Linked DNA regions of Sus scrofa: region 1 is linked to region 2. A link is a contact called in public Hi-C data. All regions are on one chromosome and are shown on one strand. The core of a region is the stretch at or near the end of the contact, and the rest is flanking DNA. Distances in the headings are between cores, read along the strand shown.

The links. A called contact is a pair of places that touch in the nucleus more often than the background predicts.
Region 1: a contact with region 2 is called in a Hi-C map of fetal heart ventricle, with 3 times the contacts expected there. The contact joins two enhancer-like sites. A contact is called at or near these places in 3 of 47 Hi-C or Micro-C datasets (embryonic fibroblasts, fetal heart ventricle and heart right ventricle).

What each region holds. Positions count from the first base shown.
Region 1 is chr18:28,824,355-28,829,238 of Sscrofa11.1, forward strand. No RefSeq gene overlaps it. Among named protein-coding and RNA genes, the nearest start is that of CFTR, 9.8 kb to the left of the region's middle. Within about 2 kb of position 3,152, at least 10 of the 83 cell types and tissues checked have an H3K27ac peak or open chromatin away from gene starts, as enhancers often do.
Region 2 is chr18:28,712,129-28,717,268 of Sscrofa11.1, forward strand. The region is part of intron 11 of CFTR (cystic fibrosis transmembrane conductance regulator); the gene reads right to left. Among named protein-coding and RNA genes, the nearest start is that of CFTR, 100 kb to the right of the region's middle. Within about 2 kb of position 3,278, at least 3 of the 83 cell types and tissues checked have an H3K27ac peak or open chromatin away from gene starts, as enhancers often do.

The sequences.
Region 1 (4,884 bases), core at 1,902-4,401, 110 kb after region 2:
CTTGGATCTGATCCCTGGCCTGGGGAACTCCAGATGCTGCAGGGCAGCCAAAAAAGACAAAAAAAAAAAAAAAAAAAAGGAAGGCAAACTAAGTGGGAAATTATTATTGCATCTGGGAACTAAAAGTAATTATGCATATCTTGGCTGTCATATTCCAAAAGAGTGTATTATTCTCACAGTCTGATATCTGACAGAAGTTGATATCCAACTTCACCTAGGGGAAAAAAAAAAAAAATCCTCCCCTTACCCCAATTTTGGAAGAGTTTGTCATTCAAAGGCTTATAGAATTATCACGGAAAAACATCATGGTTATTATTTTCAGGTATAATTTTTTTTCAGAAACATTTATTTGTCATTTCTTATACCAATTCATGATTAAAGCCAAGGACACAACATGAAGTCAGTTACTCAAGGAAGGCTGTTCGTCCTGGGAAATCAGAAGAGAAGAATTCCCAGGTTCAGAGTTTCCTTTCTGTTTTGCTTTACCCTGTATAGACAGAGTCTATGAGGTTTTGTTGTTTTAAATACTGTGCTGGCTGCTTATTGATCTACAAGTTCACTGTGAATGGTGAAACTATGGTGATTAATCCATATGGTCAAAAGGACAACCAATTCCTGGTTCAGTGACTCTGCCTCTTTGGTCTCCACAGCCTGCATCCCCGTGTCTCCCAGAGTGACTGGAACCTCCCTCTTCACAGGCTATTGAGAGGCAGCTCTGATGAAATGATGGTGAAACACTTTAGAATTCCTATTTACTTATGCAAAAATTATGTTTAGTGATAAGTATGAAAATCGTCTAAATCCTTTTCAGAATAAAGTGTCTCATGCTAACTAAAGAAAATCAAATTGGAAAATATGCATCATAGTTTTCATCTAAACAAATTTGACAGTTACAAAGTTTTACCTAAAACTAATTGAAAAATTTTATGGCAAATTAAGTTTAGCATGATCCTGTTCTGCAAGAAAAAATTGTGTGTTGTATGTACTTGTTAGCTCCAGAAATAACATTACATGCATCAGAAAAATCCTATAAAGTTGGTAATTTTATTTTCACCATCATTCCATTTTACACATGAAAGAACTGAGGTACAGAAGGTTAAAGTTCAAGAAATAGAGCTAGAATTTGAAGGAACCTAGTGAATGACTCCAGAGCTGAGCATTTAATCGAGGGGCTCTGTGTATAACTGGACCACATAGAACTGTTTTGTTTGTTTAAGAGGATCTAACTTTCACAGTTTATCCACTTGCTTCACTGTTTAGGTTAAAACAGGGACTTACCACAAAGGAGGTTTTGGGGTTTTTTTCCCTTCTTTTTCTTCATTTTTTCGGAATCCATTGAGTGGAATCTTCATTATAGGAATGTAAAGTAGGCAGGTATCCGTGGGGGAAAAGAGGAGAACAAAATTTTTCCTTCTTTTCTTTTGAGATTCAGCATAGTTAGAATCTATTTGATCAGCTGAGATGACTCCAACTGAAATGCTCCAATGTGGACACCATGGGTCTATAGAGAATTAGACACACCATGAGAGGAAAAGATGATGTCAAGGCCTTCTGCTTGGTGGGAGATGGGCCCCTTTGCAGCTGAATCTGGAAGGTTGCCTTTTCCCACCCACCATGAGACACTGGATGGGCTTTGGCAACTACTGGAAAAACGCTGAAAGTGCAATTATAATGTACTCTTGGCTGAGACTAAGTAGGGGGATGAGTTTCATCTTCTGCGAACAGCTATGACGTGCAGAAATCTGATCCAAGGCAGCAGTGGGCATGGGTGCATCAGACTCCGACAGGACCTGTTTTCACCAGTGACACAACGTTGTGGTTACAGGGGCTCCTGCAGCAGAAAATGAGGTGGAATATGTGACAGCAGACTGGACAGATCCTCCATGTTCTCCATCTCTCTGGTGTGTGGAGACAGAAATAAGTGCTTTGGATGATGAAAACCCTGGGGTTCTTGGACATTTTGGTGGGGGGGGAGGTTGGAGGAAGAAAAGCATCCTGTGAAGTAAAGTGACTTTCTGACTTCAATCCACAAATGTTTCTGGAAAGCCTATCTTGCTTCAGTCTTTTGCCAGGAAGGGGAAAAAAGTAAAGACAGAATTCTGCTACAACTTTCAAAGGGCTTTTTGGATCTAAATTGTTACTTAACCTGACAAAACAAAGCATTAGTTGCCAAGCCCAAAGGAAGTCACCAGGGTCCATCACTTTCATTCCTTCTAGATTCTGCAAAATCTAAAATCTACAGCAACTCCTTAAATTCCCTTCAGCTCCCTTTCTTTCCCCCCCACTTCAGGGCTTCATTGTTCCCCAACTTCTAGTTTTAGGATATAGTTACAAAGAAAAATACTTCCATGGTATTAGTTTAAACAGTTGACCCACGAGTTTCCCCTACCACTAGTTCATTAGAAGGTAATATTCTTATATAAATCCTATGAGTGTTACATGTCTTATGTAAACACCCATTTATACAGCATTTCATTTTTTTGCATGTTAAGAGCAGTATTTTTTTTTTTTTTTGGTCTTTTTGCAGCCACACCTGTGGGAATTTCCCAGGCTAAGGGTTGAATCGGAGCTGTAGCTACTGGCCTATGCCACAGCCACAGCAATAATAGATCCAAGCCGAGCCTGCAACCTACACCACAGCTTGTGGCAATGTGGGATCCTTAGCCCACTGAGCGAGGCCATGGATCGAACCCGCCTCTTCATGGAGTTGGGCTTGTTATCACTGAGCCATGACAGGAACTCCAAAAACAGTAATTTTTAAAATGTAAAAATGCAGGGTAAAACAAAATTTTTAGAGCTCTATTTTGGCAATTTTTTTCTTCAAAAAAAAAAAAAAAAAACAAAAAACAAACACATAAAACCTCCAAAATAAAAGTGTCTAGGTCCTGCTTGCCCAGAGGACCCTATAAACTCCTCAGTCCTCTTAGAGGCCAGGCAAAGGACACTGGCGGGGCAGCCGCAGTTCTCACAGCCCTGTCAATGCAGAGCCCTCCCCCTAAACAAAGCAGGACATCCACTTCCCATGTCCCTCAGGACCCATGGGGGTACTTCTCATGTTCCCTGTCAGATGACCTGCACGCCCTCAGCACTACCGAGGAACAGAAACCTTGACCCTTTCTGCACCTGCCAAGTGGTTGGCACTGTGGGAACCCAGCAACTGACAGGTCCCTGGAGGAGAGCCAGGCCCAGGGAACACCCCGTCCCATGCCTCGGGCTCCTGGCCAACTCAGAGCCAGCCACCAGCTGCGATTGCACTGCTGTTTTTCAAGACCCAATTTGGTCATGATTCTAATTGTCTTTAGGAATTCTTTTTATTCATACCTATCAAATAATATAGCACATGACTCTTGGAAATTATTCGTCTGGTCCAAAACGGGGTAGGGAATAACAGCCTATTCAATTATTACATTGTATCTTTCTTGCTTTCGGGAAAGTGAAGATTTAAAAAACTGATGCAAAATAAATGTAGATTTAAAGATCTGGTAAAAAACGTGGGTTGAATAGTGATTCAGTCACCTGAACGTGTTCTCATACAAACCCAAACAAATTAGAGGCTTACACCAATCTGGATAAATCAAGAAAAAAATGGAGGGTTTTTTTTGTTTTGTTTTGTTTTTTTCCTGGTATCTGCTTCTATGTTCACTGATAATTAAATTTAAAATATATTTTAATTTGTCTGTGTAAAAAAAGCAAATTTTAGATCCTCTCATTTCAAAGTTTATTGTCTATCAGACAGCATGGAATTAGGGGTTTAGAGCTTCTCCACTGGGAATTGAGATGTGCTATTTTGTGAAATGGGGGAACAAGAGCTCTCATTCATTACATCAGGTTGTGAGAATTAAATGTGTTGATATAAGTTAAAAATGTAACAAATTATCTAACACAGGATAAGTGTGTGTGTGTGTTTCAAATTTCACATCCTTAAATTAGCAATTCACTGAAGGCTGAAGTGGTTTTTCCATGATTTTTTTCTCCATTAAAGAATGAAATGTGTATGGGATAATTCTTTTAATGTACATCTTCTCAACAAGTTTTTTTGTTTATTTACTTCCTTCAAAAGTACAGGAAAATAAAACTCAACAATAAGAAAACAAAGAGCCCAATTGAAAAAAACAAGCCAAACAGCTGAACAGACACTGTACCGAAGAAGATGTGCAGATGGCAAATAAGCATATGAAAAGATGTTCATTGGCATTTGCCATTAGGGAATTGCAAATGAAAACCACAATGAGATACCACTGCCCATCTTTTAGAATGGCTAAAATCAAAAAAACTGATGATATCATTCACCACTAAGGATTGCTGGTATGATCCCATAATGGCACAGCAACTTTGGAATACAATTTGGCAGTTTCTTAAAAAGCCAAGTATAGCCTTACTAGACAATCTAGCAATCACAGTTCTAGGTGTTTGTCCAACTGATTTGAAAATTTTTATCCACCTAAAAATCTGCACATGAATGTTTATAGTAGTTTCATCCATAAATGCCAAAACCTGAAGTAAACAAGATTTATTTCAATTAGCAAATGGGTAAACAAACTGTGGTGCATCTAAACAATGGCATACTACTCAGTAACAAAAAGGAATGAACTATCAAGCCATGAAAAGTCATGGACAAATCTTAAATGCACAGTGCTAGTGAAAGAAGCCAGTATGGAAAGTCCATATACTGTATGATTTCAATTACATGCATTCTGGAAAAGGTACAACTATACAGAGATGTTACATGGGTTAGTGGTTGCCAAGAGTTTGGGGTAAGGAGAGGTTTATATTACTGAAGCCCAAGGAAAATTTTTAGGAAAATGAAACTATTCGTTGTAATACTGCAATGGTGGATATATGACACTACGCATTTCTCAAAACACATAGAACTTTACAGCACAG
Region 2 (5,140 bases), core at 2,028-4,527:
TCAGATCCTGTGTTGCTGTAGCTCTGGTGTAGACTGGCGGCAACAGCCCTGATTGGACCTCTAGCCTGGGAACCTCCATATGCCGCAGGTGAGGCCCTCAAAAGACAAAAGACAAAAAATAAATAAATAAATAAAAGGAAATCTCCGGAGACAAGCCTCATAATAAGAGAAACTAAAAGAATACAGTGTACAGCTCCCTGCATAATCTAACTGGGCAGCCATGAGTACAAAGCATCTCTTTCCCACACTTCTCTCACCTACCCACCCAAACAACACAGCCTTCTTCCTCGTTCATCCCCCCAGCTCATTCTTATGTCCTCTCCCCATCCACTCCGCCTCTCCTATCACCTCCCTGCCACATGGGTCCTGTCATCCTTTCTCCAGTTAATGAACCTCTCTGCTTCAACAACCATGCTAGACATTGAAAAAGAACATTGGAATTTATAATAGTCCTCAAATGCAGTCATTATAAGTCTAACTTGGAAGATAAGCCATAATTCTGGAGAAAGCTAATAAACATCCCAAAGAATTGATTAACCTTTTTAAGATAATAAAACAATATACAATTAATTGGCAAATGAATTGTACAGATAATAGAAGTACTGTGCAATAGACAGAAAATGCTAGAAGGCCTTTTGGAATAGATGAGGTTTTGTCTGAGACTTAAAGAATGAGAAGAGTTAGAAAGATAGTACTCTCTCTTTAGTTCAAAAAATTTCTCTGCCTTTTCTTTTCTCATCCCCATACATCTCCTCTTTTTTCGTTGTCACTAGATGCTTCTCTCTCTCCCTCCATTAAAAACATTCGTCCATACATTCTTCCTTTTTCTTTCACAATCAAGAAGGAATCCATCAACTCTCCTTGATCTGACACCAATATTATCTATATTTAAACTACGAAAGTGCCTCTGCAGCATGTGGAAGTTCCCAGGTCAGGGATCAACCCTGGGCCACTGCCGTGACACCGCCAGATCCTTAGCCTGCTGCACCACAAGGGAACTCCAAAATGGTTACTTTTTTGTCCATTAGTTTCTGATACTTACCATATGAATGTCAAATAGAACTTTACACACAAAACTGTAAACTCGCAAAGCTGGTAAGATAGTAAGTGATCATTTATATAAGAACGGGTTGGTAGCTCCTAGAGGCTAAAACCATGCAGCCACTGCCCCCAAGGAATGGTTGCTGCCAATACTCCTGATCGAAGGGGATGAAAATGATCAAAATTGTGATTTTAAAAATGCTGACACATTACAGGAGAGAGAGCAGGACCCAGTGGAGCTGGCTACCCAGGCACTGGAGAAATATAACCTAGAGGGCGCATCTAGCACTGTGATGAGGAGGACCTTGCAAGGTTACGGGACATGTGAAACCAAGTGCTTCATTTATTTCTATGGAATTAAATATTTTTGTTCAGCTCATGGACCAGACCATAGTCCTAGGTAGGATTCCATCCAAATAACAAGGGTGACAGCTAAATTTTACCCCTCAGTCTTAAATCCTCAATCTGGCTAAAGGAATAGCTCAGCCTTTAAGCCTCTACTTAAGTGTTCTACGCAGCAACACACTTTCTGTGCTCAATTTAGAGCAATTAGCAAAATGGCTCGCATGTGTATTTCTCCTCTTCTTCCACCATGTTTTCTTTCCCCCTATCCCATCCCCTTTTAAAACACTAAGTATTTTCCAGGAAAAAAAAAGAATAATTTATCTTATGTGAATAGATTGAGTGCAGGTTTTTGTAAAGGACCATATTTCTAACGCAAGCTTGAAAAGCCAGATTGAAGGAATTATTAAAAATTACTGAAATTATTATTTTTTGAAAAATTATTGAAATTTTTTTCAAATTTGAATGCAATATAGTATTGATAAATCAGTTAGAACCTCAAAGGTTTTCAAAATTTAGATTATCAGGGAGTTGCCATTGTGGCTCAGCAGAAACGAATCTGACTAGTACCCATGAAGATGTAGGTTCAATCCCTGGCCTCTCAGTGTGTTAAGGACCCAACATTGCCATGAGCTGTGGTGTAGGCTTGGACCCAACATTGCCGTGAGCCGTGGTGGGGCTCAGATCCTACGTTGCTGTGGCTGTGGTGCAGGCCGCCGGCAGCTGCAGCTCCGATTAGACCCCCAGCCTGGGAACAGCCTTATGCTATGCCTGCCGCCCTAAGAAGCAAAAGAAAAAAATACATAAATATCAGTAGTTATTGTGATGTTCTGATTATAACACACTTACACTCAGGGGATTACAGATTTAGAGGGTGCAGAATCCTAGTCTAGTGTAAGAATTTAACAAAGATTTGTGGAATGAAGGAAGAAAAGATACTGGCAAGATACTGGCAACATAAAGAGATAAAAGTGAAGGGAAAGATAGGAAGCAATAGAAGACAAGGAACTATTGTAGACACTTCAGCAAATATCCCTAGTGAATAGAAATGTCCAAAGAATACAAATGCAATATATTACATTTGACTATATCGAATATTATAAAACAGAATGAGTAAGAGGCTGTTTCAGCCAAATTTCTCCCAGAAGCCTACAGAAAGCTTCTATGAAGCTTTGTCATAGAAGCTTACAGAGAGCAATCAGAAGATCCTCAAATGAGCTCAGACTTAACATGTTCAGCTTGAATGGAATACTATCAAATTCTTCCAAAAAAGACCAGAAACAGCACTTTTTTTGAGTATCACTCTTCAAATTCTGACCTGGAACTGGTCCAGAGAAAGGAGGAAAATGCATTAAGAAAATGAGGGATTTGGAGTTCCCTGGTGGCCTAGCAGGTTAAGGATCCAGCATTGTCACCGCTGTGACTCAGGTTTGATTCCTGACCTGGGAACTACTGCATGCTGTGGGTGTGGGGGGAAAAAAAGAAAAAGAAAAAAGAAGAAAAAGAAAATGAGTGATTCAAGGAAAGAATTGCTTAGATAGGTTCTTGGTACTAAGTTAATCTGTCTATTTAAACCATAACCACAAGCTACTGTTTCCTTTTTATTTTTAGAACAGTAGTCCTTTTGAGCTCCTGTGATAATGCATTCTGTCCCAGTGCCCAGTCTGTTCAGCACTCTTAGTCAGTAAGCACTGCTGGCACCCTGGGGTCCCCAGGTCTGCCTGGGATGATGCCTGGTGACTGATAGGTCATCTTCTCTGGGCTGGCTTAGAGGAAATGGGACTTCTCAGTGTGAAACTGTCCCTCATGCTGTGGAGAATTTCCAGGCTGGGGGCACTCTGGGAAAATGCCATGAGGAACTGCATCTCAGTGTCCTTGCTCCTGAGTCACCGGAGAGCTGAAATCTTAATTATGTTTGCAGTGCCCATTTAGAGAGTTACTGGGTGTCATGTAAACTATGCTAGTGGTGATTGTTCAATAAGTAACAAAGCTGGAATACTGAACTGGATGGCCCAGGGCCCAGGATTTGAACCCTGGTCTGCAGGTTTATTGTGAAATCTCAGTTACTTAACAGCTTTGTAACTTAAATTCTCCTAATCACAACCTGGGTAGAATTATAGCCCATCTTTCATAAAGGTGCTAAGTATGACACTTAAGGATGTGGCATATACAAAGCAATTCAATAAATATAAATCAATGAAACAAAATGTGGCAATCCAAGTGGAATATTTTTAATGCTAAAATAAAACTTAAAACAAGATAGAAAATGTGAACGGCAACATTGGCCAGAGAGCACAATGACCTATCTTCTAGCTCTGTTTCCACTAACTCCATAAGTAGCTTTGGGCAAGTGTCTTCCGGCCTTCAGTTCTCCATCTGTAAAATGGGGATCATGGTACCTTCCTTTAAGAGTTGAAAATTTTGAAATAACTTAATGTAAAGAGCTTGGTCCATAATGCACATTCAAGCAGTAGTGATTTGCACTTTTATAATGAGACATATATACAGTAATCTATTCATATCATTCATTTCCACTTGGCCTTGAGTAGAACGCTTGTCTGATATGACAGTATGCACCACTCTCCTACTAAAGGAAAAGCTGATTCTTATTAAGGCCTGAAAATGTAACCTTTATTAGCATATGATGATAAGAAACGCACAAGGGGTAATATATGGGAAAAGAAGTGGACTTAGAATTGGAAGCCCTGTGTTCAAGTCCCAAGTTGGCCTGTATTTACCAGATGTACTTCTGCTGAGGTTGCTATCCACGTGGTTATGTGTTTTGAAACTAAAAGTCAAAGTCTTGAAAGTGACACTATATTCCCAGACAAGATCTAGATACTTTCCAAATGCTACCACTTGGAGATGGTTGTTTAACTTTAACATTTTAGCCATGCTAAATTTTGCTATGATATTTTTATTCATCTTACTATTTTCTTATTATAAAAGAATCGAGGAGGGGGAGAGAATTCCAGTTCCTTACCCTTTTTTTTCTGAGAAACTTTTTCTTGCTTTTAGGATGGTTATGCCATATTTGCTTTGAAATTTCCTCTAGAATATGTTTCAGCAGTACAAACAAATAAGAAGACTATTTTTAAGCACCTACGCTCTCTGATAATTGACTAAGATACCACTGAATGAAGAACACCTAGTTAGACAAATAAATATTTTAGCAACCAACACCACAGTAACCTTCTTGTGAGTCCACATTAGAATTCTATAATCAGAAAGTAGATCAGTGCAAGTGGCTTTTAGGAAATTCTGTGCTTGAATTCATCTGTGCACATTTATTTGCAGTCTGCTAGACTGGAGTGGGAGTACAAGATTTTGTATTTCAAGATAGCTCTATCAGATGCTATGTGATCTTCCCTGACATTTGGTACCAAAAAAAAAAAAAAGTCTAGTGATAAAACCTGTATGTAAATCATTACGCTTTTGTGATTTTATTTCTATAAGATATAGTCTCATGAAAAGGATAGTTTGGTCATAGGTACATGTCTTTCATTTTAAAAGATACTGCTGCCAGAATCCTTTACCAAACAACTTTTAAAAGATACATTTCTGGAGTTCCCATCATGGCTCAATGGTTAATGAATCGGACTAAGAACCATGAGGTTGCGGGTTCGATCCCTGGCCTCACTCAGTGGGTTAAGGATCCGGCGTTGCCGTGAGCTGTGGTGTAGGTTGCAGACACGGCTGGGATCCTGCGTTGCTGTGGCTATGGTGTAGGCTGACAATAACAGCTCCAGTTAAATCC